Linked DNA regions of Mus musculus: all the other regions are linked to region 3. Evidence: chromatin contacts called from public ChIA-PET and Hi-C data. All regions are on one chromosome and are shown on one strand. The core of a region is the stretch at or near the end of the contact, and the rest is flanking DNA. Distances in the headings are between cores, read along the strand shown.

What was found. Hi-C and Micro-C count contacts between places; a contact is called where the count stands out from the background. ChIA-PET counts read pairs in DNA pulled down with a chosen protein or histone mark.
Region 1: a Hi-C map of muscle stem cells shows a contact between it and region 3, with 4 times the contacts expected there. The contact joins two enhancer-like sites. A contact is called at or near these places in 1 of 15 datasets of contacts at CTCF or cohesin (embryonic stem cells), 35 of 484 Hi-C or Micro-C datasets (the C10 cell line, CD4 T cells, CD8 T cells and 23 more), 10 of 115 datasets of contacts at active chromatin or transcription factors (astrocytes, bone marrow-derived macrophages, cardiomyocytes and 6 more) and 1 of 9 other capture datasets (embryonic stem cells).
Region 2: an RNA polymerase II ChIA-PET map of memory CD8 T cells shows a contact between it and region 3, with 5 read pairs. The contact joins two enhancer-like sites. A contact is called at or near these places in 1 of 484 Hi-C or Micro-C datasets (peritoneal macrophages) and 3 of 115 datasets of contacts at active chromatin or transcription factors (embryonic forebrain, forebrain and memory CD8 T cells).
Region 4: a Hi-C map of muscle stem cells shows a contact between it and region 3, with 4 times the contacts expected there. The contact joins two enhancer-like sites. A contact is called at or near these places in 9 of 39 promoter capture datasets (the 3T3-L1 cell line, 3T3-L1-derived adipocytes, frontonasal cranial neural crest and 5 more), 4 of 484 Hi-C or Micro-C datasets (cerebral cortex, embryonic stem cells, muscle stem cells and 1 more), 1 of 115 datasets of contacts at active chromatin or transcription factors (craniofacial prominence) and 1 of 9 other capture datasets (adipose tissue).

Annotation. Positions count from the first base shown.
Region 1 is chr14:121,432,817-121,440,453 of GRCm38.p6, forward strand. No RefSeq gene overlaps it. Among named protein-coding and RNA genes, the nearest start is that of Gm33299, 20 kb to the right of the region's middle. Within about 2 kb of position 3,150, at least 143 of the 459 cell types and tissues checked have an H3K27ac peak or open chromatin away from gene starts, as enhancers often do. A contact at or near this core is called in bone marrow-derived macrophages, cerebral cortex, embryonic fibroblasts and 4 more, where this site is marked.
Region 2 is chr14:121,474,433-121,481,816 of GRCm38.p6, forward strand. It overlaps Slc15a1 (solute carrier family 15 (oligopeptide transporter), member 1), which reads right to left. Exons shown (of 23, transcript NM_053079.2): 9 at 7,315-7,384; 10 at 6,224-6,310; 11 at 5,537-5,626; 12 at 3,960-4,004; 13 at 3,799-3,831; 14 at 3,627-3,715; 15 at 1,533-1,614; 16 at 114-233. Among named protein-coding and RNA genes, the nearest start is that of Gm33299, 21 kb to the left of the region's middle. Within about 2 kb of position 4,134, at least 50 of the 459 cell types and tissues checked have an H3K27ac peak or open chromatin away from gene starts, as enhancers often do. A contact at or near this core is called in memory CD8 T cells, where this site is marked.
Region 3 is chr14:120,830,409-120,837,392 of GRCm38.p6, forward strand. No RefSeq gene overlaps it. Among named protein-coding and RNA genes, the nearest start is that of Gm33173, 14 kb to the right of the region's middle. Within about 2 kb of position 1,668, at least 277 of the 459 cell types and tissues checked have an H3K27ac peak or open chromatin away from gene starts, as enhancers often do. A contact at or near this core is called in bone marrow-derived macrophages, cerebral cortex, embryonic fibroblasts and 5 more, where this site is marked.
Region 4 is chr14:121,387,366-121,394,964 of GRCm38.p6, forward strand. No RefSeq gene overlaps it. Among named protein-coding and RNA genes, the nearest start is that of Stk24, 12 kb to the left of the region's middle. Within about 2 kb of position 4,841, at least 74 of the 459 cell types and tissues checked have an H3K27ac peak or open chromatin away from gene starts, as enhancers often do. A contact at or near this core is called in muscle stem cells and uterus, where this site is marked.

The DNA.
Region 1 (7,637 bases), core at 1,900-4,399, 600 kb after region 3:
TGGGAAGGAGAGAGAGAGAGGGAGAGGAATAAGCACAAAGTGGAAAGGGAAGGGGGGAAAAAAATCTCAGCTGTGATAGCTGACATCTCAGGACGAGCAAGGCTGGGAAAGCCTCCCTGGACTGATAAAGGAGGTTAACGTTATAATTCAGCTCAGAGGAGAGATAATGGAAGAGATAAGAGACTTTGATAGCACATAGCACATCTCAGAAAGCATTCTTGCTGGCTCAAAAAAAAAAAAAAAAGACATAAAATGAAATCTGGTCGTTCAGGTTGAAAGTCATTTGGGTAAAAACCCCACAGGAATGGACTCACCACCAATTGTTGCCATGTTTCTCTAGTTGGTCCAAAGTTGGGAGAGAAAAGAAATTGAATGGTTATCCATTCAGTCCTGGGCTGGTTGGTTCCTACAAGGAACAGCAGGCTGCCTCCTGGGGTCTCATAGATGCTCTTCAGTACAAGATTTCCAGCCTCTTAGATCTTTCTGCTTCAGGCGTCTTTAAGAAAGGACCAGAGATGGGAACTAATGGTGCCCAGATGAGGAACAGGGGTGAAAGAGTCATTTTGTCCCACTATCAAATTCTGAGAGTATAAGAGCAGCCAGGCTAGGGTCAGACAGCAGGGGTTGGTCTGATTTCACTTGCTGTAGAATGCAGGACCCATGAGTATTCCAGAATACCTCTCTCCAGGGTCCCCACCTCTTACCTGTTCTTCCTCAGGGTGACTTCTTCCTTCTCTGTCTTTCTTCAGTCATTAGCTTCTCTTTTTGAAAGTCTAAACTCAGACTATGAAGTCTTGGTGAGAGATGCACAAAGCAAATGGTGGAGGGGTTGCGTGACCTTTTCTGTGACTCAGGCCTCCAAAGACGAAGCCTGCAGAAGGCGGTAGAGCTTCCATTCAGAGGAGTTCTGGGTTGTGGCTCAGGGAACATTCTAGGAAGAGTGGAAGGAGGTACCGCAGTAATCTTTGGTGCTCTGTGAAGTGGCGATGGTGTCTCCAGGCTTTCGGGGTGACAGGATAACAGGCCTCCTGGGTCTGATGACATCCAGAGTCCACAGTGCTCATGGATCTTCCCACAAGCAAGCATTCGGACCAGCAACAGTCCTCTGGGGACACTTCGGAAGCTCTCTGTTCCTGTGGACTCCAATGTGCTGTCTTCATGCTCAGAGGTTGTGTTCTGGCCTCAATAGAAAGTCCCAAGTGAGCCAGGTGGTGGTGGCGCACGCCTTTAAATCCAGTACTTGGGAGGCAGAGGCAGGCGGATTTCTGAGTTCGAGGCCAGCCTGGTCTACAAAGTGAGTTCCACGTCAGCCAGGGCTATACAGAGAAACCCTGTCTCGAAAAACCAAAAAAAAGAAAGTCCCAAGTGGGAATATATGCAGCTGGGAACCTGGAAGCTACAAGATGGCGGATCTATGTGCTCAGCTCCTTCCACCTCAGACTTGACGTGAGTTCATGCGCACAGTGCCTATAAAGTATTGCAGGGAACAGGATTAAAGATGAGGGAGTGGAGACCACTGAATATCTGGTAACTGGTAGGCCAGCCTACAGGTCTACAGAGTGAGTTCCAGGACAGCCAGGGCTACACAGAGAAACCCTGTGTTGAAAAACAAAACAAAACAAGAGTAGTGCCTGAGGAACAGCTCTCTCTCTCTCTCTCTCTCTCTCTCTCTCTCTCTCTCTCTTACACACACACACACACACACACACACACATACACACACTACATACATGGACAAGGTTGTTTGGGGTAACTACGGCTTTGATGAGACATCATGTCTTGGGGAAGAAAGGGTTCCATCTCACAGTTTATCATCAAACAGGGCAGGAACCTGGAAGCAGGATCTGATGCAGAGGCCATGGAGGGGTGCTGCTTACTGACTTGCTCCCATGGCTTGCTCACCCTGCTTCCTTATAGAGCTCAGGGGAGTGGTATCATCTGTGGTGGACTGGGCCTTTCCCCATCAGTCACTATGTAAAAATGCCCTACAGGCTTGCCTACAGCCTGATCTTATGGAGATGGTTTCTCAGTTGGGGTTCTCTCCTCTCAGATGGCCCTAATTTGTGATAAGTTGACATAAAACCTAGCCACCAGAAAGCTCATGCATGTACAGACACACAGACGCAGAGGGAGGGGAAGGATGGAGAGGGGGAGGGAGAGGGAGGGGCTGAGGGGAGGGAGAGGAAGGGAGGGAGAGGGAGAGGGAAAGAAACTCTACTTCCAAACGAGAACCATCTTTAACTCCCATGATAGGGAGAAGGGCATGAGGTTGGGCAGTGAACAAGCTCCCCCTAGGCTAGACTATGCTGCGCACAGAGCACAGGGACAACTCCCCTAAGGAGGACATGGGCCATCACGGGACCAGGCCCATCTCATTCATGACACTTCTGACTGGCAGGGCTTCTGGATGACATCACTGTAAAGAGGTGGCTTCTGAGTCTAAGAGGAAACACTCTTGAGTTGTAACATTGGTGAGGGTCTTATTTAATCACCAGAAGATTCATGCCTGTTTGGGAAGAATAGAAAAAGTCTCTCTTTCTCTTTAACTTGCAGTGATCTGTGTGCTGAGAAAAGGAGTTCTCCCTTCTTTTCTATCAAATGAATTATGTGCTTTTGTTGATATTTCATTACTTGTCTATTTGTGTACAAACACACACACACACACACACACACACATGATGTACATGCAGAGATCAGAGGATGACATTCAGTTGGGAGTTGGTTCTTTCCATGGGCCTGGGGGCTTAGTGGAAGGTACTTTTACCTACTGAGCATCTTGCCAGCCCTTTTGCTTCTCTCTCTCTCTCTCTCTCTCTCTCTCTCTCTCCCTCTCTCTCTCTCTCTCTCTCTCTCTCTCTCTCTCTCATTTGTCCTCAGGAGGAATGAAGTCTGGCCTAGGAGGAACTTAGATGAAAATCTGTCATGCCACACTAGTGGCAAGCCTGGTGTGGATGTCACTGGGAAGGGGGGGGGGGGGTCCCCTTCAAATGACCTTGTTCCATCCCCTCTGTAGCCTAGGATCCTCACCCAGGCCAGAGCAGCTCTCTGACCAAGATGTCTGCTTTGCTCCTTCCCTCAGAGCCTCCCTCCCCTCCTTCCTCGGCTGGTCCTGACTCACCACTCACCAGATAAGGTTGCTATAATGGAAAACAAGAGCAAAAACAAATGTCTGGCGGTGACTCAGAGCAGAGCTCAGGCGATCTGGGAGAAACCCTGCTCTCCAGGGTGACATTCAGGAGAGCACAGAAGCAGCAGGAGGTGCGGAATGTCACCCGCAAATGTTCTCTCTGTTCCTCCAACGAGTCTTCTCCAGACATTGTCCTTTCTGGAAATCCAGCCCAGCCCTCTCCACTGCTCTCAGCACTGTTTCTGAGGTATTCCTAGAAGCCTGTGCCTTCCCCAAACTGCCCAAAGCTTGAATGTGTCAGGGCACACCTTTAATCCCAGAACTCTCCTGACAGAGGCAGGCATGTCTCTCTGGGTTTGAAGTCATCCTGGTCCAGATAGCAAAATTTAGGTCATCTAGTGTTACCAAGTGAGGCTCTGTCTCAGGAAGGAAAGAAACAAAGAAAGAAGGAAGGGAGGGAGGGAAGGAAATAAAGACTCTTAAATCAATTGACTGTAAATTGTACCCTTCTATCTGTGTGTGGAGCATGGTGGCTAATGATTATAATTCCAAAATTGGGAGGTAGAGATGGGAGGACTAAGGCTAGCCTGGGCTACTTGAGACTATGTCTCAGAAAAGCAGTAGGGGCTGGGGAGATATCTCTACATGAGAACTTGAGTATGGCCCCAGCACCCACATAAAAACCTGAGCATGGTGGTATGTATTTATAATCCAGGTGAGGAAGACAGACATAGGAAGATCCCCGGAGTCCAGGCTGCCCAGGCTGCCCGGCAAGTTCTATGTCCCAAGGAAAGATGCTGTCTCTGAAAACCAGCAGAAAGGCTCTTATGACTGATGCTTGAGGTGACTCTCTCATCTTTACTTGCATGTGGGATATCTACACACATACGAGAGAGAGAGAGAGAGAGAGAGAGAGAGAGAGAGAGAGAGGGAGAGGGAGAGAGAGAGAACATACAAAAACCAATCAAACCTCTGTCCCTAACAGGTCACTGCAATGTCTTTAAGTCTACCCATGACTAAAATATCAACACGACCCCAACCTCCTGAGCTTTAGCCGTCATTTCTATCATGGAAAGTCACTGGTGGGCAGCTTTCTATGGTGTCAGTGTAGCCACATCTCTGTGCCTCACAGCTGAGGGAGGACTAAGTGTCCCGTGTGGGGTTGTACCTCAGCATGCTTTCATGAACTAGGAATACAAGGGACTTAGGTGTGGTCTGGAAGGAGGTCTGAATCCTGCTACTTCCCGTCTTCCTGAAAACATCTGGTAACAGATAAACCGCAGGGCAGTCCAGCTTGACCTTGGCGGTTGGCCAGCTTCTGAGTCAGCTTTGCAGTCAGGCTTGCCTTTGGACACCCAGTCAACCACATATCTCTGTGGACATCCTGACTTTGGGCACGTAGGTTATGGTGAGTGTAGTGACCAAGAGGTGGTACAAATAAGGAACGTGTGTTGAGTGTGTATGTGCATGAGAGTGTGTATGTGATTGTGTGTGTGTGTGTGTTGAGTGTGTATGTGCATGAGAGTATGTATGTGAGTATGTGTGTGTGTGTTTGTTTGTGTATAATCAGGCTGGCCTCCAGCCTGCTTTATAGCCTTGGTCTAGCCTTGAACTCACCATGTAGCCCAGGGTGGCCTTCAGCTCACAGTCCTCCTGCCTTAGCTTTTTAAGTGCCAGGATTACAGACATGCTCTACATCTGACACATCTCTACTTTTGTGACTTGACTCTAGAAAAGAAGAAACCTTCTCCCACCCCCTATCTTTCACTCCCTCTGAAGAACAAGGACATTTGCTTAACTACATAGAAAGTAGAGGATTTTGTAATAATGATGGTATGCTATAACCTAACTAGGTTTCTGGTGATGACATTTATAATTTTCCCCTGACTCAGAATCTGGTCTTGTATCCAGCTGACATGTCCTTTTATTTTCCCCTAATTAGGGCCACTTCGTCAGCCTGATGTTTCTCCTTTAATGCTATGGCATCTTTGAAGAACACAGGCTATTTCCTTGTAAGATGTCCCCATCTTAGCTCTGCTTCTCATGACTGCAATCTGCTTTCTTCCCGACCAGAACTGCGTTGATCATTTGTGCCATGATTTCTGCCTAAATGACACCAGTCCCTCACCAGTGCCAGGGGCGTGTGTGCGTGTGTGTGTGCATGTGTGTGCGTGTGTGTGTGTGTGTGTGTGTGTGTGCGTGCGTGCGTGCGTGCGTGTGTGTGTGTGTGTGTGTGTGTGTTGAAACAACAGCCCATCCCCCATTGCTGATACTCAGTGTGCCCAGGGTCTCCCCACTACACAGTTCCCAGTCTCTCCAGCTATGAGGATCTTTAGATGGAGACTGTGTTGTTGTTGTTGTTGTTCATCAAGGAGAAGAGAGATCAAAGGAGGGGGGGGCAGATGTGAGATGGGGGGTGGCCAAGGGGTAACCGGGAAGTGGGATATCATTTGAGATGTAAATGAATGGAATGATTAATAATAACAAAAGAAAAAAATCAAAAAAAGAGAGAGCAAGTGAGGAAAGAGGCAGAGAGAGAAAGAAAAATGAGGGGGAAGAGGGGGAGGGAGAGAGGAGAGAGAGGGAGAGAAAGAGGGAGAGAGAGGGAAAGAGAATGGAAAGAGAGGGAAAGGAAGGGAGGAGAGTGAGGGGAGGGAAAGAGACACAAAGGGAGAGAGGGAAAGAGAGAAAAGGGAGAGAGAAGGAGGGATGGAAAGGGAGGGAGAAAGAGCGAGGAAAAGAGGGGAAGGAGAGAAAGAGGGGGAGAGAAAGACAGAGAGAGGAAGAGAGAGTGAGTGAGAGACAGACAGACAGAGAGGAGGAGAGGGAGAAAGAGGGAAGGAGAGAGGGGGAAAGAAAGGGAGGGAGATAGAGAGAGAAATAGAGAGAGGGAGAGAAAGGGATGAGGGGGAGGGACAGAGACAGGGAGGGAGAGAGGGAGCGAAGGAGAGGGAAAGACAGACAAGGGAGAGGGAAGGAGAGAGAGGGGAAGGAGAGAGAGGGAGGGAGAAAAACAGCGGGGGGGGGGGAGAGAAATAAAGGGAAGGAGGGAGTGAGAGACAGAGAAAGAAAGAGAGAGGGGGAGAGGAAAGGAGAGACAGAGAGGGTGAGAGGGAAAGAGAAAGAGGTAAAGAGAGGGAGGGAGAGAGACATAGAGAGAGGGGGAGAAAGGGAGAGACAGAAGAAGAAAGAGGGAAAGGGAGAGAGAGACACAGAGAGACAGATACAGAGAGAGGGAGGGAGAGGAAGAGAGGAAGAAGTGAAAGACATAGAGATAGAGGAGAGGGTGGAAGGGAGGGAAGGAGAGAGGGAGGGAGGGAGGGAGGGAGGGAGGGAGGGAGGGAGGGAGGGAGGGAGGGAGAGAGAAAGAGAGAGAGAGAGAGAGAGAGAGAGAGAGAGAGACTGAGCCTGAAGTTAATCTAAATTGGGATGTAGTTCAGGATGTAGTTCACTTCCTCTTTCTTAGCATGCAAAATACCCTGGGTTCAAGTGCCACCATCACATCACAAAAGAGGCAATGAGTAATAAAAATAATGCAACCAGCAATTCTTGTTTGTTTGAGGCAGGGTTTCTCTATGTAGCCTGGCTTTCCTGGAACTCACTTTGAAGACCAGGCTGGCCTCAAACTCACAGAGATCCTCTTGCCTCTGCCTCCTCTGTACTGGGATTAAAGCCAAGAGGGACTATACCTACAACCAGCAAACCAGCAATTCCTTTTTGGTTGTTTTTGTTTTTGTTTTTTGTTTTTGTTTTGTTTTTGTTTTTCAAGACAGGGTTTCTCTGTATAGCCCTGGCTGTCCTGGAACTCACTTTGTAGACCAGGCTGGCCTCCAACTCAGAAATCCACCTGCCTCTGCCTCCCAAGTGCTGGGATTAAAGGCGTGTGCCACCACCTCCTGGCACAAACAGCAATTCTTAAGCTAAACGTATGTCTGTAATTTCAAAAGACTGAGGCAGGAGGATAGCCTTAATATAGAGACAGGCTTTATAGGAAAAGAAAAAGAAACTCGGTCTGTGTCTTAGTCCCTGCTCTATTGCAGTGAAAAGACTCTATGGCTAAAGCAATTTTTATAAAAGAGAGCATTTAATTAGGAACTTGCTTGCAGTTTTAGAGGTTTAGTTCTGTATCAGGAAGTAGTTGAAGCTATATCCTGTTTCACAGGCAAAGAGAGATACTCTGGCCTGCCATGGGCATCTGTAGCTTCAATGCTCACCCCCAGTGACAAACCCACTCGACAAGGTCACACCTCTTTATCTTTCTAATCCTTTCAAAGAGTGCAACCAATCATTCAAATTTTTGAGCCTACCCGCTCTATTCTATTGTCATGTAAAGCTCCACACCATAGTTTCTCTAGGCAGGAGGCTAGCCACAATTCTGCAGCCAGCCTGGGCTAGCGTGAAGCCAGTCTCAAACAAACAAACAAACAAACAAACAAACAAACGGGAACTTAATCTGGGGGTGGCATTCTTTTCCTTGAGAGATGAGCAGCCTCTGCCCCAATCCCATGAA
Region 2 (7,384 bases), core at 2,884-5,383, 650 kb after region 3:
TGATCTTGGACTGCCTTTGGGGTCTATACAAGGACCAATAAGAACAGCTCCTCCGAGCTGTGTTACAAGTCGGGTGGGTAGATGGAATACAAGGTCCTGTTTCTCCTACTTACCTGAGACATTTGGGCAAGCGTCACACTATTTCCAGGAAAATGCACGGTCATGTTATTGTTTCCGATGTTCAAGACCTTAATTTGGACTTGATTTCCACCAGGGAAGACTGGAAGAGTTTTCTGAGAAAAAAAAAAAGAGAGAGAGAAGAGTTCCACAGTGAGGACTCCCATGGACTGTCATTGTCACCTCAGCCCTGGAGACATTTTCCTCTGAGATCTACAGCTCATCCAGAGCCATGTGCCAAACACCTGGCTCAGCCCACTGGTTACATTGCATGGCAATAGAACTTTATTTAGTCTTAAAAACAAAGGGAATCTTTTTATATCCTCTCAAAAGGGTGAACCTTGAGGGCACTATAAAATAAGCCAACCATCAAAGGGTAAATGCTCTGTGATCGTGGTCATGTAGTTTGCCTGGAGCAGCATCCTAGAGATAGATGGTAGAATGAGGCCTGCCAGGGGCTTGGGGAGACAGATCAGGGAGTTGGCAATGAATGGTGCAGAGGTTTGGTTTGGGAAGATGGGGGACTTCTGGAAGCATGTGTGTGAGGGTTACCCAGTAAAGGGAGCTGCACTGAGTTGTATGCTTAGAAATGGCTAAGATGGGAAAATTCACTTATAATTTGTTCACTGTGATGAATTGTGTGTGTGTGTGTGTGTATGCATGCAAGAGACAGAAAGACAGAGACCAGAGACACATAGAGTGAGGCACACACACACACACACACACACACACAGAGAGAGAGAGAGAGAGAGAGAGAGAGAGACAGACAGACAGACAGACAGAGAGACAGAGGAGGAAGAGAGAGAGAGAAGACAGAGAGAAAGACAGACAGAGAGACAGAGGCAGAGGAGGAAAGAGAGAGAGAAGACAGACAGACAGAGAGAGAGAGAGAGAGAGAGAGAGAGAGAGAGTCTCCTCTAGTTTTATGGGCCACATAGTCCCTGCCTTTAAGAACTAAGGCCTTATTTCCAGCAGGCAGCACTGGGCTGGTTTAGCACAGATTCACCCAGCAGGTATTAGGATCCGTTTAGGAATTATCCCTTAGGAGAGATATCAGAACCCAAAATGTGTTCCTCTGTGAGGAAGACGGTTTATGCATTTCCCAAGTGCCCGTTTGTGACAAGCTTCTCACCAAATCTGTGCTGGGAGCGATTCCACGAACTTATCTCCCATTACAGAGACCATAGCACAGGTGGAGTCACTCGCCTAGACTTTTCTCATACCGAAGCCCGCCCATTAGCTCAGGACCTAGCCGTCGCCCACTCACTGCGCTAACTGATGGACTACTTTGCCCCACCCCCGCCCTGTACTGTTTTTACTCCAGGAATTCCTGCTGCATATGGGGAGTTTCCCCTAGTCTCCTCTAATCCTCCCAGCCCAGAGAAGGAAGATGCTGAGCCCAGGAGAAGACTCACATCGATTTCCACCTGCACAATTGCAGCCACCACAAAGGCCATGGACGCCAGGAACATCCCAACAGTCATCTTCTTCAGGGATCTGATGCAGACAAGAGGAACGTGAACCCCAGCCTGCATCCCCCAGACGAGCCAAGAGTAAGCCCTAAAGGAAAATCCTCCTCACCTCACATCCCCTTGGCTTCCCTGCAAAGACAGCTGTATTGGAAGCTGCTGGTGGTGTTTTTATTGTTTTAGGATTTTACGTATGCATGTCAATGTGAGTATATGCCCACATGAGTGTGAGGGCGCTGTCAGTATATGCACACATGCATGTGAGGGTGCTCTCAGTGTATGCACACATGCATGTGAGGGTGCTCTCAGTATATGCACACATGCATGTGAGGGCGCTCTCAGTGTATGCACATATGCATGTGAGGGTGCTCTCAGTGTATGCACATATGCATGTGAGGGTGCTCTCAGTGTATGCACATATGCATGTGAGGGTGCTCTCAGTATATGCCCACATGCATGTGAGGGTGCTCTCAGTGTATGCACATATGCATGTGAGGGTGCTCTCAGTGTATGCACATATGCATGTGAGGGTGCTCTCAGTGTATGCACACATGCATGTGAGGGTGCTCTCAGTATATGCACATATGCATGTGAGGGTGCTCTCAGTGTATGCACATATGCATGTGAGGGTGCTCTCAGTATATGCCCACATGCATGTGAGGGTGCTCTCAGTGTATGCACACATGCATGTGAGGGTGCTCTCAGTATATGCACACATGCATGTGAGGGCGCTGTCAGTATATGCACACATGCATGTGAGGGTGCTCTCAGTGTATGCACATATGCATGTGAGGGTGCTCTCAGTATATGCACACATGCATGTGAGGGTGCTCTCAGTGTATGCACATATGCATGTGAGGGTGCTCTCAGTATATGCATACATGCATGTGAGGGTGCTCTCAGTGTATGCACATATGCATGTGAGGGTGCTCTCAGTATATGCCCACATGCATGTGAGGGTGCTCTCAGAGGCCAGAAGAAGATGCCAGATCCCCAGGAGCTGGAGTCACAGCATTTGTGAACTGCTCCGTGTGGATGCTGGGGTGGAAACTGTGGTCTGTGTGCTTGAGAAGCAAGCATTCCTAACCATTGAGCCATCTCTGAGTCCCTCTCTGTTACTACTCATGACCAGACTAGTGGGGTCAAATAGAATGCCTATTCACATTCTCACATTCAACTTCTAAAAATCCTATGATCACAGCTAATGTTTTCAGGCTTCCATTAATAGCATTTTTATTTATTTTAAAGGGCATTTCAGAGGCATTGCATATAGACATCTCTTTTTAAAGCTCTGTGTGTGTGTGTGTGTGTGTGTGTGCGCGCGCGTGCGTGTATGCTGTATACAAATGTGTATGGATATGTACAGGCCCATGTGTGCACATGGGGAGGCCAGAGGATGTCAGATGTCTTCTGTCCCTGTCCATTTTACTTTCACAAGGCAGGACTTCTCACTGAACCTGTAGCTCACCATGTTTGGCTAAGCTGGCTAGCCAGCAGCTCCAGGGATCTGCCCATTTCTGTCCCCTACCTCGGAAGTTGCAGATGCACACTGCCATACCTGGCCTTTTGCATGGGCCCTATGGATCTGAACTTGGGTCTTAATGCTTGCACAGCAAGCACTCTTACCCAGTGAGATATCTCCTACCCCCCAATATTTCTAAATTTATTACTTTGAAAATTTCATCATCAGCCAAGCCCGGTAGCATAGGCCTATAATCCTATCTACTTGGGCAGTACGCAAGTTCAATGTCTAACTAGGCGGCAGGGTGAATATAGGGCCAGCCTTGTCTCAAAATAGAAATGAAAAAGAGGGCTGGTGTTCTATCTCAGTAAAAGAATATTATTTGTCTGGCATGTGTGAAATCTACTAGGTTCAATTGCCAGTACTGCAAAAATAAAATAAATAAATGTGCCATCACCTCGATGGGAGCTTCTGGAAGCAGAGCATTTACGAGGCCCTGGACCAATAGCATCTCAGTCAACCCAAGCCAAACAGCCACCAACTGCATCTCAGTCAACCCAAGCCAAACAGCTACTTACGTGAAGTTGAAACCACATTTTGCAATGAGCGGGTACACCACAGCGTCCACAATGGGGACCATGATGACAATCAAGATGGCATTCACCGTCTGCAGAGGAAGTGGAGAGGGGCCTTTAACGCAACCACAGGAAACACGTGGGCTTTGGAAAGTGAGCTGAGCCTTTCTCCTACCTGCATCTGGTCCGGCTGAATTTCAATTGCTCCCTAAAAAAGAGGAGGCAAAGTCTTACTGAAAGAAAAAAAAAACATGGAAGGGAAGAAGAAAGGACTGAGGGACTAAAGCAGGGCGGTGGTGACCAGGAGGAGGGACAGACCAGGACAGGCAAACTTACAATTTTCCCATTCATGGTCGTTGCTTGCAGTGTCCATCTGGAACCCTAAAAAATTAACACATCGATTGTGTCATGGAGGATGTGGCTTTTTAGGATGTGGTATATCACCAGCAAACCTTCTAAATCAGGACTGAAATCTCTAATTTGCCTCTCGGCTCTGTCACAGTTCTAGGAAGACAAAAGCCAGTGGCACATCCTGGGCTTTGTGAAGGACCTCTGAGACAGAGCTGTCCTCGGGAGATATAAAACTGTGTGATTACATGGTACCACCTCTCAGGGTAAGCTCATCAGGGCCCTGTGTTCTACAGGTGCCAGTGTCAGTATCTAGAACATTACAATGGTAAAGAAAGCCAGGGAGGGGTTTTAAATGCTTTATCATAAAGATAGTAGTGGTCTTAAATCACGGCAGCCTAATTACAGATCATCTATCTGTCTCTTACACGATGTGATGATTTTTATGGAAGACTAAATGCTTAGTGGATCGATATAAATCCATCAGCTCCCCATGGGAAGTGGCCACCCTGCCCCTGTTCGACTCTTGAGTTTGTACCAGTCACCGGGGACTTTGTCTGATTTGGGCCTCACAGCAGAGGTAGGTGAGTAGCACAAACATGATCAGAAGGGTTCCAAGTGATGAGCCCATATCACCCAGCTACCAGCAATGCCTGCATTCTGAGTGTGAGTCTGACCCCAGTTAGGCTCTTTCCATACTCAAGGTGGCTCCTTTGCCCTTCCTAGGCTGCTGCATACTTCATACTACCGACAAGGAATATGTGTTTGCTCAAACATTCTCCATGGATCGCCTAGCCTTCCAGTAATCCTATCTGTGCATAACACATGCTTGCTCTCAGTCTCTAGAAGAAGCAGAGTTTTCTTGCTTTGACTTGTGAGTATTGTGCACTGGGTTGTCTGACAGGAGTGTGCAGGACTCCAGTGTGTGTCCTATAGATGGCATCGTATCTATGTGCTAACTGGACTTAGGTTAGAATCACAGCAGTCAAGTAGAATGTGAAGTTAGGAGGGACATGGCATAGGGCAGTTGGAAGGAGGTAATGGTGAATGTATATGATAAAAGACACTGTATATGTGTATGGATGTTTTAACAATTAAAAAGAAAGTCCAGAGCCACAGGTCTGGTCTGGTCAGGAACTGCTTCAAGTACAAGAACTTGTGTACAGTCATTTTCAATTCTGTAGGGCACTTCTGGTTCAAGTATTCCATTTTAAAGTGGGAGAGTTGAATCAAGCCCTGTTAATTAGAACAGTCCTCAAGTCTCTTCAAAGGCAACACCTTTGACCATGCTGGGTCAATAGAACAAACTCTCTCTGCCCTCAGTTGTGATCCACAAGTGTCCCAGATGCTCTCTGAGGAGATCTCCCCAGGGTTACCCTAGGGAAACAAACCTCACTTTCTTCACTGATTCACAATAGACATGCGGGTGGATCCTTTCAGGATACATTCTAACCAAGAAACTCAGTAAGATGCCAAAAATTACTGGGTGTTTAGGAGCTGAACACCCAGCATAGCTGGGCACATGGCAGTACTTAACTACATTCTGATCAAACGAGAGACATTACCTGCTGGTCAAACAAGGCCCAGAACATGGGGAGTGGGATGTACAGGAACATCACCTTCGTGACCATCTTAATCTGTGAGATGAGCCGCTCCTGCAGGTAGACAAATCAGCCAGGGCTGCAGTCAACAGCAGTCGCTGCTCTGCTGCCAAGTGGGGATGTTTGCATCTAGCTGGGAGGAGACGAGTCAGTCTAAAGGATGTGAGCGCGGGTTTCTCTAGGAAACCAGACATTCTAAACAGGTGACCACCGAGCAAGAGTAGCTGTGTGGGAGGCCAGCCGCCACAGCTCACTAACTGTTAGTCTCAAAGTCGGTCATCACCACCCAGCCCTTCTCTGTTCAAACTGAAGTCATGTGATCTCATGGCCTACACCTAACAGAAGATGACCCAAGTGAGCAGCTATGAGGGCGTCATGTTGCTTCACAATAAGTGATAACCATCCTTTTAAAGTCTTTTCAGAGCACTTGTGCATAGTTGTATTCCACACGCTATTAAACGCTCGGAGGACATGGCCAAGGGTATTGCCCATGTGCTAACACTCTGCACTGTGTTCTCCAGTCCACACACTATTAGCATTGGGAGGATGCGGCCGAGGGTACTGCCCATGTACTAACCCTCTGCACTGTCCTTTCCTCCCATGCCCATTTCCTGGAGTAGCTAGGGCCACTGCTGCAGGAATATGACTTACGTCGTATTTCTCTTTAGCCCAGTCCAGCCAGTGCTCCCTCTTGGGATATGCCTTACTTCGGTGCCGAAACCTGTTTTTGATGGCAAACTGGAGGAAAGAAAGAAAAAAAAATTAAATTTTAAGAGAGAATCAACTACCTCAGAAAAACATGTTTCAGTGAATTCCCTTCTAAAGATCAAACATGGGAGAATGGCACACTTTCCACTGGTGGATCCTGTTTGCCTGGGCTGGAGTCTCCTTCCCAGCAGTTTACCCTCCAGTCTGCCTAGAAAAGCATGGTCAGTAGAAATGTAACAAACACATGTGCAGTTTTGTTTTCTAGCAGTGAATTAACAAGTAAAAACAAAATATGTAAAAATCCATCCCCAACCCCAGCAGGGTTTCTCTCTGTGGCCCTGGCTGTCCTGGAACTTGCTCTGTAGACCAGGCTGGCCTTGAACACAGATCCACCTGTCTCTGCCCCTTTATGCCTCTGCTGGAATTAAAGGTGTATGTCACTACCACCACCAGGGTCTATTTGGTAAGTTTTATAAAGACAAAAACACCCAAGTACCCTCAAAATGTAATCTTAAGGGGAAAATCAAAACTTTGTTGAATTTTTTTTTTCTTTTTTAAAACTGAATTTTGATTTAAAGAAGGTGGAAGGTAGAGAAAAGTTCTGGAGTGATTGATTCAGTGAGAGGGAGAGAGGGAGGCAGAAGAGGAGGGGGAGGGGGAGGGAGAAGAAGAGGAGGAAGGGGAGGGAGGGGAAGAGAGGGGAAGGGGAGGAGGAGGGAGTGAGAGAGGGATAGAGGGGAAAGGGAGAGGAAGGGGAAGAAAGTGGAGGGGGAGGGGGAATGAGTGAGAGGGGGATGGAGGGAAAAGGGAGAGGAAGGGGAAGGAAGTGGAGGGGGAGGGGGATTGAGTGAGAGGAGGTGGAAAGGAAAGGGAGTGAAAGGGGAGGGGTGGGGAGGGTGGAGGAATGAGTGAGAGGAGGGTGGAGGGGGATGGGAGGGAGATAGGGAGGAGGAGGGAGAGTGAGTGAGAGGGGGATGGAGGGGCAAGGGAAGGGAAGTGGGAGGGGACAGGGAGGGAGAGGGAGGAGCACTTACACCAATGCACTTGGCCACTTTGCCCATGATGTTGCCCTGGGGCTGGAACTTCTTGTACATTCCACTGCCA
Region 3 (6,984 bases), core at 418-2,917:
TGGGCCCTGTGTGTGTCCATTTAACAAAAAGTCACTTTGTGCAGAAATGACTCACTCTTGTACTGTTCTTCTGGCTAGGATAGGCTGGGCGGGGCTACGCTACAGAGCTGGTTCTCTATGATAGGCTGGGCGGGGCAACGCTCCAGAGCTGGTTCTCTATGATAGGCGGGGGCGGGGCTACGCTACAGAGCTGGTTCTCTATGATAGGCTGGGCGGGGCAACGCTCCAGAGCTGGTTCTCTATGATAGGCGGGGGCGGGGCGATGCTACAGAGCTGGTTCTCTATGATAGGCAGGGGCGGGGCAACGCTCCAGAGCTGGTTCTCTATGATAGGCGGAGGCGGGGCAACGCTACAGAGCTGGTTCTCTCGACGTTCATGCGTACTGGGAATGGAGCCATAGCACCATGCCTGCACAACACACACTTTTGCACACTGGGCTATCTCACTGTCCACCCCCCCCCCAAGACATCTCATTCCCCCCCACTAAGCTATCTCACTGCCCCCCTTACTGAGTTATCTATCTCACTGTTTCCCCCACTGAGCTATCTCACTGTCCCCACTGAGACATCTCACTATCCCCACTGAGTCATCTCACTGCCCCCCACTCAGCTATCTTAATGTCCCCCCACTGAGCTATCTCATTGTCCCCCCACTTGGCATTTATAATTGGACCAAGTTTTAGGCATCCCCAGAAGTTTTATTACACTGATTATTTCAGTGCAAATCAGGACAAAGTATTGACACCTCTCAGGTTGTTTAATTAAACTATGATTATTTTAAATGAACAACCGATAGTCTCTCTACAATGTGCCATTCTTCTAGGTAACGAGGACAGTGTTGATCATCAACAGCAGACAGCACATGGGACTTGCTAGTGGTGTTCAGAGCGGGCAGCTTTCTCCCAGCAATGCTAACCCAAGGTCGAGTTCACTAATTAGCCACTGAGGTACACTTTGCTACAATATCGATTCCAGGCCTTTTCCTTCAACAGACACCCAATTAAATTGTCTTGGTCAAAACAGAAGTAATTGAGACTCCCAGAACAGCTGTAAAGATCAGGTGGGGTAGAGAGAATCCCTTTAGCTCAGACAATAAACCCTGCAGCTCAGCACACGGCCTCGGGTCCTGCTACCCCATTCCCCGGCTCTCAGAAGGAAACGTCTCCAAGCTGGTCTTACTCACAGGCTTCACTCCACTGCATATGCAAAACTTGCTAAGAGACTAAGTGTTCTTGTGAAGAAGGAAAAAAAAGGAGGTATGTGAGGTGACAAATATGCTAACTAACTTGGAATCATCATCTCACAACTTGCAGTTTGTCCTGTACATTGTAAGAAAGCTTGGGGGAAATACGCTAGATTAAAAGGGGCATTCATAGTACTGATATTTGACAAAGCCACTTAGATACGCTTTTCTCGAACGAGTCCTAAGGCGTGCCACTTGTTCCTGAACAGTGTGTGTGCATTACAACAATCCAGTTTGACACTCCCTGAGTTCTGTATCTTATTGGTCGGTATTTGTGATTTGTAGCTCAAAGCTTTGTGCATCACAGGTTATGCACACAGCGTCCACGAGAGGGCGATATAGCCTCGCTTTTAAGTCCTACACCGTCAGCGCAAGCGCGGCAAGAGTTCGCGAGCTAGGGGAAATCATTACCAACTTCCTTTCCACGGTGAAGTCAGTGACCCTTCTGTCACTTGGCAAAGCAAGCCAGGCAGCGAGCCTCGAAAGGCCGTCCTTTAAGTTAATGATTTATTGATTTTGCTGCCTGGTTTTGCTTTCACTGAGCCGGAGAGAAGGGGGTTGTCTTTTTAAACGTTCGTAGCTTGTTTGCTAGAATTCTAAACAGAAAGCTAAGCCTTCCTAGTGTGTTGGAATGCTCCATGTATGCAGTGGCTTTGTGGATGCTGACTGAGGACCTGCCCCCTAGCTGTTTAGTTCAATGAGAAGAAAGCAGGAAGACCAGAGATAATATAAGCGACCCAGCTGCCCTAGGGTTGCATTAGACCCAGCCCTTGACCAGAGCCTGGCCTCAACTTCTCAGCGTGGGTTTGCACAAACCACAAGTGAGGCCAGCTGCTCAGAGAATGAGTCAGCCCCCAGAATTCCATATGCAAATAAAGACAGAGCCGTTCCCCCAGACGCCTGGATGAGTTCCTGGAAGATCAGAATGCTTGGCAGTTCCCACTGAAGGTTTGAAGCCGCTGGCTGACTTCTTCTGCACATGAGATCTGACTCCTAGCATCGTTTGCACCCTGGAGACCAGGAAAGACCATACTGCAATGTGCTATGTGTCCATGTCAAGAGGTCTCTGGTTTTGTGCCTTTTTGCCCCATGATAGAAGTTGTTCTGTTTCAGAACAAGTGAGACGTCAAAATAAGAAAAGGGGTGGGTCTCACTGCAGATACTTCAGTCTTTAAGAGAAGAAATGGTTCCCTGTGGTTAGCAAAAGAGCAGAGCTCAGACTACCTCTGTTCAGAGCCTGAAGCACAAAGTTCTCCAGGGAGAAGAGGAGACCACACAGCCAACCCCAGGGTCTTCTTACCTCCTGGAATGGCCACTCTTCTGGATAGCTTTATGTCAACTTGACACACGCCAGAGTCATCTGAGAGGAGGGAACATCAATTAAGAAAATGCCTCCACACTGTAATTGGTAGGGGTGGCCCTAGCCTACAGTGGGTGATGCCATCTCTGGACTGGTGGTCATGGGTTCTATAAGAAAATAGACTGAGCAAGACAGACGAGGCAAACCATGCAGAGCAAACCAGTAAGCAGCACCCATCCGTGGCCTCTACATCAGTTCCTGCCGCCAGGTCCTTCTCCTAAGTCCTGTCCTGATTTTCTACAGTGATCTGGAAGTGTTAAGCTAAATAAGTCCTTCCTTCCCCAGCTTGCTTTTGGTCATGATATTTCATCACAGCAATAGAAACCCTAACTAAAGCAAGTTGGTATCAAGATGGTAGGGTATAGTAGGGTAGAGCTATGACAACCCTGACCATGTTATTTTGGGGAAGATTATGGAAGGACTTTGGAACTTGAGGCTAGAAAAGCCAGAGTGCTCAGTACCTGGTGAGTGTACTGTAGGAGCTTGGAAGATAAGAATGTTAAAAGCAGAACAGAAGATGGGGCCTAGGGGGGCGGAGATACGGCTCAGTGGTTAAGACTCTTCTTCTAGAGGTCCTGAGTTCAATTCCCAGCAACCACAAGGTGGCTCGAAATCACCTGTAATGGGATCCATTGCCCTCCTCTGGGGAGCATGAAGATGGTATACTCATAAATATTTTTTTTTTAAAGATGAGGCCTGTCTTGTGAAGTTTCAGAGGGAAGTTTAAAAACTATCGGGACCATTTGCTATTTTGATTTGAGATTTCATGAGTCTGGTTAGCTGGGGCCCAAGAATCAGCTGTGTTTAACACGATAGTAGAACTACTAACGTGAAACCTTTGCTTTGTTGGGATACTGGATACTGGCCAGCCGGAGCTGAGAAATTATCAGTGATTAAGAGGTTGAGGTTAACTCTTATGGGAAGTGTTTCCTGAGAGTCAGCACACAGAAGCTGTGTTCCAGAGGCAGCCAAGTTTGTACCTCATGCTGGCATCTGAACTTGGTAGTATAAGAGTCATCCAGATGGTACCAGTTTTGAAGTCAGGAAGGGGCCATGGAAAACAGCTGAGGCTTGGCACTGTGAGAGGCCAGGAGAGGCCACCGGGGAAGGTGCAGCCTTGGTGGCAGTTGAAGTCCTAGGACTGAAGGGACCAGGAAAGAGAAGGTGAGGCTTGGCACCGTGAAGAGAGTCAATGAAAAGCTACTGATGAGAGCAGAAACCCCCCGGCCTTTTGGAAATGGCAGTACCATGGATGACCACCAAGAATAGCAGCTGCTGTGCAGTGGAGCCAGCGAGGCCTGGAAGACAAGCTGTGTGTGCTTCAGAGCCAGAGAATGACCCACGCCCCTTGGAGGAGCCCAGAAGACCATGAGTGGAGCTCAGATATTGAATGCTCAGTGATTTACACTTTTGGGAGTTTGCTTTTGCTTTGATTTCGTTGTGACTTTTCTCTGGTTCTTCTCTCTCGAAGTAAGAAAATATTTAACTTTATTTTATTTTACAGGAACGCGTAGTTTGAGGCACTTTGAATTTTTAACGTGATTGAGTTTGTAAAAACTGCGAGGTTTTTTTTAAAGTTATTTGTATTTTTAATGTGAGACCGTGGGGATGAATGAGAAAGGAAAGTGATGTCTGTGTCAGGTTGACAAGGAGTCAGTTGTGCTGGACAGTTTAATGTCAACTTGACACAAGCTAAAATCACTGAGAGGAGGAACCCGCTCTCTTCAGTGGTTATCTTAATTAGGGTTTCATGGCTATGAAGGGACAACATGATCAAAGCAATTCTTATAAAAGAAAGCAGTTAATTGGAGCTGGCTTACAGTTTCAGAGGTTCAGTCCATGGTGATGTGCAGGCAGACACGGTGCTGGGGGAGCTGAGAATTCTACAACTTGACTGAAAGGCAGCAGGAGACATTTTCACACTGGCCAGACTTGAGCATATGTAAAGCCCCACCTCCATAGTGATACACTTCCTCTCACAAGGCCACACCTCCTCCAATAAGGCCACACCTCTTAACCGTATCGTTCCCTTGGATCAAGCATATTCAAACCACCACAGTGGTTGATGGAGGATGGTCCAGTCCATTGTGGGTGGAGCCATCCCTGGGCTGGTGGTCCTGCGTTCTATAAGCAAGCAGGCTGAGCAACCCATGTGGAACTAGCAACCTCTGCATCAGCTCCAGTCTCCAGGGTCCCATTCTATTGGAGTTCCTGTCCTGACTTCCTTCAGTGATAGAATACGGATGTGGAAGTGTGAGGCAGATAAACCCCTTCCTCCCCAGCTTGCGTTTTGACCATGGTGTTTTCTTGCATCGACAGAAATGCTGAGTAATATGGCCACTGAGAACTGAAAGGACTGAGCTGTAAAATGTGTGAGCCTAGGGATGGAGAAAGCAGGGATCCTCATCCTCCCCCAGGGACCACAGTGGCTCTACAGAGGACAGTCAGTATTGAAGCCAGCCTCCCTCTGTCAGACAGGAGTGGGAAGAGCTAGAGGACCTCCTTAATCAGGGTAACCTTCTCACGTGGGGAGCCCTTAGCTCAAACAAGCAAGTGGTTACTGGAGTCTAGCCCAGGTGTCACTGGCCGCACCAACTGCCAAGGGCTATGTTTGCCCAAAGGAGATTCTTTCCTCTCTACCTTGGAAGAGCTCAGAGTTAGCTCTGAAGGCCACATGACAGCCAGAAGGAACCATAGTACTGATTGAACCTTGGCTTTTTTTCCTGCCACCTGCCTGTCCCCGACCACCAGACCCTATAACCCTCTGGGTCCTAAACACTCAGAGAGGGGTAGCCCACAGGAGATACTAGCCTTTCTCCTAGTCGGGAGCATATGATGTTGGCTCAGTTTTAAATTTTCGAGACGTGAAATGATGGTTGTGATTCAGCTTTGGGAATTAAGGACAGCCAGAAAGACACTCAGCCTGCACAGCAGATGGAGCTAAGTCTCTATCTGATGCCAAGCTAAGCCTTAAAGCCTCAGGGAGACATAATGAATAAAAGACCTGCAAATCCCCAAGTCTCTCCCCTGTACTCTCACCAGTCAGGTTTGAGAGCAATAGTCCTGCTTTAAAAAATGCGTCCTTGGGGGCTGGAGAGATGGCTCAGAGGTTAAGAGCACTGACCGCTCTTCCAGAGGTCCTGAGTTCAATTCCCAGCAACCACATGATGGCTCACAGCCATCTGTAATGAGATCTGATGTTCTCTTCTGATGTGTCTGAAGAGAGTGACAGTGTGCTCACATACATAAAATAAATATCTTCTGGCCTCCTTGGGAACACACACACAAACATGCACTTGCATACGAATATACATGCACGTACATGAACACGAGTGCACACACACACTCCATTACCCTCATGCAGACATTCACACATACACTAAAATAAAAATAAAAGGCTGGAGAGACAGCTTAGCAGAGCATATGCTGCTCTTGTAAAGGACCCAAGTTCAGATCCCAGCACCCACTTTAGATGACTGACATCCTCCTATATATAGCTCAGGTCCAGGGGATCCAGTGCCTTCTGGCCTCCATGAGCACTGCACTGCATTCACACGCACAACCCACACACCCCTCCATATACCACACATACACACACACACACACACACACACGAATATACCTACATATACATGCATACCTCTACACACACACCCCTCCATACACACACCCCCCCACACACACACATATATTCACACCCTACAAACACCCACATCCCTCTACACACATATATTCATACCCTACAAACACATCCCTCCAGACACACACACACACACATACCTCCATACACACAGCCCCACACCACACTCCTCTCACACACACATACACCTCCATACACACACACATACACCTCCATACACATACACAAATGCATGCATACCTCTACATACACACCCCTTACACACACATATGCACATCTTACAAACACCCACATCCCTCCATACACCACACACATACCGCACACACCGAGGGACGTGTGCTTACATATGTATTAATTAAAATAAATCTTCTTTAAAATAAAAATCTTTTAAAAGATTCATTCATACTGTCCCATGATGAGCTAAGCGAAAGTCTAGCCAATTCTGCCATAAAAATCTATCAGGACAAGCCGTGCTAGCGAGCGACTTCCCAGTTCTGCTCTCTGAGATCTTCAGCTAATCATCTGAGCCAAAATTCGCTCCTTTCTGCAAAACCTATGGGGTGGATGTGGGGGCGGGAGGGGGGGGAGTGAGTTGACATATAATTTTCAAGGGCTCTTGCAGCTAAAGAATTCCTATATTCTGACCAAAAATAAGTATCGCATATATGACAAGTTTAAAACACACTTAAACAGAGCTGGGGTGTGGCTTGGTGATAAAGCTTGAGATCAGGCACAAAGCCCT
Region 4 (7,599 bases), core at 3,591-6,090, 560 kb after region 3:
ACTGACTCCTCTTCCAGAGGTCCTGAGTTCAATTCCCAGCAACCACATGGTGGCTCACAACCACCTGTAATGGGATCTGATGCCCGCTTCTGGTATGTATCTGAAGACAGCTATAGTGTGCTCATACCAATAAAATAAATAAATCTTTCAAAAAAAAAAAAAAAACTCAGCACGATACGGTCTACCGAGGCTGCCCAGCACGTGTGTGAACACAGAATACACACATGCCCACACATGTCTGCTCATACAATCGGCTTTTATATACTCACACAGACAACGCTTAGGTTTTTTCCTAGACGGGTGTGAAGAAATGTCTATTCCCCTCAAATAGAGAGCAGACAGGCAGACCACCATGAAGGCATTCAGCTTGGTGAATCAATAAGTTTATTGGGCTTTCTTACAGGAACATGGGTGATTCTAAAGTAGCTAAACCACCAAGAAGCCTCATAGGCTACAAGTTAGAGTTCCCAGTCCAATGTTTGCCTCTCATACAGCCTCAGGGATGGGCAGGCCTGACGATCTCTGGGAGGATGGTAGGCCAAGGGGCCTGAGAGCCTCTGTAATCCCTGCTTAAAGGAATGTCAATAGGCTGGAGCTCTTGAGAGTCACATGCTAGAGATTTAGCAGAGGCACAGCTGCTCTGCAGCAAAGATGGCAGTGGTCTACAGCCTGGGAGGTGAGGTAAAGGAGCCTCTCAACCCACCAACCTGACTTCAATCCCAGGGTAGAAAAAGAGGTCAGATTCCAGCAACTTGTGCTCTGATCTCCACACACAGGAGCACACATATACAAATAACTGAATAAATGAATTCAAATCTCCATCTCCAAGGTTCTCGGAATTAAAAAAAAAAACAAAAAACAAAAAACAAAAAACAGAAAACAAAAAACAAAAAACAAAAAACAAAAAACAAACCTCTTACTCAAGCATAGATGAGCCCTTCACAGCACAGCAGTCCAAACGAAAGCTGAGTCCCCCTTCTTGTAGGGGAAAAAAAAATGTTTAATGACATGTATAAAAAAATAAATAAAAACTTCTTTTGAAAGGGAACAGGAAAAGGAGCAGGTGTCACCATCAGCCCCTGTGTATCTGATACCTTCCTGGAAAGTAAAGTCGGGGCAGCTGTGCCAGTCTCGGGCTGTGCTGGCTCTGTGCCTAGAGAGATGCCCTGTTTTCTGTAGCCTCCATAGTCACCTGGGAGGGACTCATAGAACACAAGACCCTTTCTAGCTCTTGTTGGGGAGGGTATTTTAGTGCAGAGGTCTCAGATTTCCCTTACGTAGCCCCCTAAAACACCTTAAATTTTCATAGCATGTCTTGGCCCAAAGACATACCTAACAGACCACTTAAGAAGCCATGTATAGCAGGCAGTGATAGTGCCTACCTTTGACGCCAGCACATGGGAGGCAGCAGGAGGCAGATCTCTGAGTTTGAACCCAGCCTGGTCTACAGTTCCAGGGCAGCCAGGATTACACAAGAAACCTTGTCTCTAAAAACAAACTGTGGGGAGCCGCCCTCACATTCGCCGTTACAAGATGGCGCTGACATCCTGTGTTCTAAGTGGTAAACAAATAATCTGCGCATGTGCCAAGGGTAGTTCTCCACCCCATGTGCTCTGCCTTCCCCGTGACGACAACTCGGCCGATGGGCTGCAGCCAATCAGGGAGTGACACGTCCTAGGCAGAGGATGATTCTCCTTAAAAGGGACGGGGTTTCACCATTCTCTCTCTTGCTCTTGCGCTCTTGCTCTCTTGCTTCTGGCTCCTAAAGATGTAAGCAATAGAGCTCTTGCTTTTGCTCTTGCACTCTTGCACTCTTGCTCTGGCTCTTGCTTCTTGCTCCTGAAGATGTAAGCAATAAAGCTCTTGCGCTCTTGCGCTCTGGCTCCTAAAAATGTAAGCAATAGAGCTCTTGCTCTTGCTCTCTGGCTCCTGAAGATGTAAGCAATAAAGCTTTGCCGCAGAAGATTCCGGTTTGTTGCGTTCTTCCTGGCCGGTCGTGAACGCGTGTAAGAACAAACAAATAAACAAAACCAGAAAAACAAAAAGACGACAAGGGGGAAGCCACCATGTGTAAATGTCTTAGCACACACTTCTGCTTCAATAATGTAAGTGGGATGGCTTAGTTCATGAAGTACTTGCTGCACAAGCATGAAGACCTGAGTTCCAGCCCCAAGGCTCAAATAAAGAGCCAGGGCACAGTGGAATGGCCCTGTAATCCCAGACAGACTCCAAGTAAGATCAGTGAATAGCCAGCCTAGCACAACTGATGTGCCCGGTCCCAGTAAGACAATCTGCCTCAAAACACACACACACACACACACACACACACACACACACACAATCTCTGAGGGTGAGTGAGACAGCTTGCTATGCAGACTTAGCAATTTGAGTTTAATCTTCAATGGAAGGACAGAACCAATGCCACAAGACTGTCCTCCACACACATCATGCACATATCCCCAATAATAGTAAGTAAATGTTTAAAAAGTCAAGGTGGATGGATGCTTCTTGCAAACATCATCCATGATTGACCTCCAGCCTACACACACAGCCACACACATACACGTACTCACACATGAAGGTATACATACATGCACATATACACAGAGAACTGGAGAAAAGAAAGTACTGTAATGTTAATATATTTTTAAACTTTATTATTTTTATTTTATATGTATGGGTGTTTTGCCTGTGTGTTTCTCTGAGTATATGTATATGTATATATATATATATATATTTACACAAACAATGCCCATGAAGACCAGAAGAAGGCATCAGATCCCCTGGAACTAGATCTAGATACAGGTGACTGTGAGATGCCATATGGATGCTGGGAACTGAACCTAGGTCCTCTGGAAGAGCATCCAGTGCAGTTAAGCACTGAACTACCTCTCCAGTCCCTCAAAATCATATTTTAATTCTACTCCTGGACTAGTGACCAATGGGATGCATTCCTGTTGGACACTGTATAACTTCCCAACCTTAGAGTCAAAATGGACACCACCACACATTGATTTTTTTTTTTTTTTTTTTTTTTGGTTTTTTGAGACAGGGTTTCTCTGTGTAGCTCTGGCTATCCTAGAACTCACTTTGTAGACCAGGCTGGCCTCGAACTCAGAAATCCACCTGCCTCTGCCTCCCAAGTGCTGGGATTAAAGGCGTGCGCCACCATGCCCGACTCACACATTGATTTTTGTATCTTTTTTAAAAATCACAGTAACTGCCAAAAATTATATAGCATTGGCTTTGCAAATGACACAACGTAGTATTATCTAATGTTGAGGCAAAGAGCAATACCTGTCAGTGTGATGTCTGATAAATGTCTAGTCTTGCTATGTTTTCTAAAAAATGTCAAGTATCACACAGTACTTTTGAATTCTCAGCAGTACCCAAGAACCCCCCTTGGACCAGCATTTGGGAACCATGAGTTTTAAGGATTAGACAATCAAATGACTTCCCTGGTGACCTACCTGGTGGGTAGACATCAAGGCCACAGCCTGCTGAGTTAAGATGCCATAGTGTGGGGCTGGAGAGATGGCTCAGAGGTTAAGAGCACTGACTGTTCTTCCGAAGGTCCTGAGTTCAAATCCCAGGTTATGGTGGCTCATAACCATTCATAATGACATCTGACACCCTCTACTGGTGTGTTTGAAGACAGCTTCAGTGTACTTACATATAAATAATAAATATTTCAAATAACTAACTAACTAAATAAATAAATAAATGGTTTTTTTTTAAAAAGATGCCACAGTGTAAATTTTATGCATAGGCAGGGCTACTGAGGCCCTTGTCCATGGAGGAAATCCTGGTCCTCATACAGTGGGAAGAACAAGGAACCTGGGATATTTAGAAAGATAGGTGATTGTGGTCGGGTGTGTCTCTGGCTTCCCCAGAGAACCAAGAAGAATGCAAGATGAAAAATGCACATCCTTTGTGAAAATGGGTTAACAACTCCAGACCGTGGTGTGGCGGCTCAGACCTGCAATGCCAGTGGTTGGGAGGTAGTCACGTAAGACTCAAGATCCCTCTACACGGTGAGTTTGAGGCTAATCAGGGCTACGTGAAACCCTATCTCAAAATAACAACAAAACAAAGCAAGACAAACAAAATGCCAAGTAGTTGAGGAGAAATTTCCTTCAAGCATGGGGTCCTGAGTTCAGATACCCAGTATCCGTCTAAACCAAATGTCTGTAATCCTGGTACCGGGGACGAAGAGATGGGGAGATTCCTACAGCTAGCTGGCCAGCCAGCACAACGGAATGGTGAGGTCCAGGTTCAGTGAGAGGCCCTGTCTGAATTTATTGATTAATTAAGGTACAGAGTGGTAAGTGAAGAAGACATTCAATGTTGACTTCTCCCCTACAAGCCTGTGTACACCACATGACCACATACGTACACAAACAATTTCAAACCTCAGTGTGGTGGCTTGCACCTGTAATCCCAGTGCTTAGAAGAACTGGTACTAGATGGAGACCAGCCTGGGCTACAGAATAACACCCTGGATCAAAAGAACAATGTCAAGACAGCAAGAGCAAAGCAGTAAGCCAAACACTGTTTTAAGAGCAGGACCACACGAGGCTACGTGTGTTACATCTGGACCCAGGTTTACTTCCGGGTGTTCACCTGCCTTTCTGGCTCGCTCTCACCTGCTGTAACATAATTATGCCTTTGGCATGAAACACACCTCTGACTTGGGATGGTTGGAACAGGCCTGAAAGTCCTCTAGGGCAATAGCACATGGCTGTCATCCAAGACTGCATAGCTTGCTGATGACCAACTTGGCTGAGGCCTGCTTGTCTCTTTTTGCAATGTATTCAAGGCCGAAAAAGAGGTCAGCACACTTGACCTGACTCATTTTTAGACTAAGAATGTCCTGAGTGCCAGGCTGTGGTGCACCAGGAAGTAGCATCCCATGCCCACAGTCCCAGGCAACAGGACAACACCTAAGGTTGCAGAGCTCCTGGTCAATTGTCTCTGGCAGGGAGGACCCTCATCTGGCAGGGAGCATCCTTGTCTGTTTGAATCAGCAAGACTTACAAAGGCTGTGCTATTTTGTGTGGGTATGGAAACACTGTAAGGAAATCCCATCTTTTGAACCTACAGAGTCCAAGGTCTACAAGTGGTCCATCTCCTAAGGCAAGCCAGCCAGCCTCAAGCTCACCAAGGAACACTAGCTTCCCAGTCATAGGAGTTCCTCCCTTCTGCGTCTCAGCAGTCTTCCAGACACCTTTTGATCCTGATCCAAGTCTCTCTCTCTCTCTGTCTCTCTCTCTCTCTCTCTCTAATGCATGGATCATGGTGGTACACATTTTAAAAAACAATTTATTTATTTTATGTTTGTGAGTACACTGTCACTGTCTTCAGACACACTAGAAAAGGGCATCAGATCCCATTATAGATGGTTGTGAGCCACCATGTGGTTGCTGGGAACTGAACTCAAAACCTCTGAAACAGCTGTCAGTACTCTTAACCCTGAACTATCTCTCCCTGATCCAAGTCTCTTATTTCTCTAAAGTGTTAATTTTAGATGATGAAAAAGTTTCCAAAACTATCTTAGATAGGAAGAATAAGTTATTGTCTTTTTTTTTTTTCTTTTTAGTTTGTTTATTTTGTTTTTCTGAGACAGGGTTTCTCTGTATAGCCCTGGCTGTCCTGGAGCTCACTTTGTAGAACAGACTGGCCTCGAACTCAGAAATCCGCCTGCCTCTGCCTCCTGAGTGCTGGGATTAAAGGCGTGTGCCACCACGCCCGGCTGGAATTTGAGTTTTAAGTCAGACTGGACCTCGGTGGTAGGCACTTGCCTGGGTTTGATTCCTAGTGCTACAAAAGGAAAAAAAAATGAAAAGGATGAAAGCTCAAAAAGTGCTGTGATAGGGTAAGGGCATTGGAAGATGGGGTGGTCTGAGAATGGCCCCCTAGGGTCATATATTTGAACACATGGTCCCCAGTTAGTGGAACTCTTTAGGAAGGATTAAGAGGTGTGGCCTTGTTGGAAGAAGTGTGTCATGCCAGGCCAGTCTTATTTTCTTTCTGCCATGTGCTTGTGCATCAGATGTAAGCTCCAGCACCATGCCTGCCTGCCTGCCTGCCAGCCACATGCTCCATGATAATCTGCAACTGTAAGCAAGCCCTCAATTAAATGGTCCCTTTAAAAGTTTCCTTGGCTATGGTGTTTCATCATAGCAATAGAATAGTAACTGAGACAGATGGGCCTGAGTAATTTCTTGGGCAAGAGCTGGGGCAAGACTAAACAAAGATGTAGTCGGCAGACAAAAGTCCTGTGCCCTCTGAAGTGGGGACATGGGGGCTAAAGGCAGCTGCTTAATCTGATCCCTGAGAAATCCAGTATTATCTTTCAGAACTACAAGACTAGCCAGCCTTAGAACTTAGCCAACATACTTCTCCATTGAAGGCACAGGTAGTAAATATTTTGGGCTTCGACCCCACTGTTGTGTCAGCAAAGCAGCCATAGGCAATACATTCACAAAGGAGCAAATAAAACTTTATACCATAGCCCTGGGGGGCCTTGTGTGTTGACAAATGATCTAAATGACTTATCTTGGGTTGTATACATCTTAAGTTGGGTAAGTGTCTGAACGAGGTGGACTTATGGAAGCTCACAAAGGAGAAAACAGAAACTATGTATCCACAGTTGAGCTATGTGGCACCAGAGAGGTCAAGGAGCTATCCTTGATAATAAGTCAGTAATAACAGTCTATAATAAGTAAGTCCAGAATACATAAGTAGTTAAAGATAAAGACACGTCCAAAACACATGACTGACAGGAACAGTACGCAAACCTCAACAGAGAGGATTCTGGGAATATGACCAGTGGGTCTTTGTCACAGGCAGGGGTGGTGGCACACACCTGTAATCCCACTATGTGGGAGGTGGATGTAGAGAATCAGGACTTCAAAGTCAGTCTCAGACAAGCAAAAACTATAGTGCTTCCCCACAGGAAAGTATCTATGAGGGACCAGGCATGTAGCTCAGTGGTAGAGTGCCTACCCATGAGACCCTAGGTCTGATCCCCAAGACCACATACACACCCATGAAGAACCATGCAGCCCGTAAGGCAGGAGTATGGGTTTACTTTGTATCCTTGTGATCCAAGAATGTTCTGGCATGAGGCAGCAAAAGAATCATTTAGTAAATGCTTATGTATGTATGTATTTATTTATAGCTGAACATGCTCACATTTGAAATTTAAAATTCTATTATTTAGAAAATACCTATATTGGAAAAATCTGCAGTTATAGACCACGATGGAAATGGAAATGGATGAAACTTCCCAGAGGGACTTTTAATAATAGGACAAAAAACAAACAAACAAAAACAAAACAAAAAAACAAAAACTCAAAAGTGTTGGTACGTGGGTATTACACTTTAAATTTACAACATTATGCTTAGGGAATAATAATAACAATTTAAGAATGTATATGTGAAAATGAGATCAAATTACTGCTATAAGAGAAAAAACAGAAAGTTAAAAAGTTGAAATATTCAATTAATAAACGTTTGATTAAAATTTTTGACACGGGGGCTGGAGAGATGGCTCAGTGGTTAAGAGCACCGACTGCTCTTCTGATAGGTCCTGAG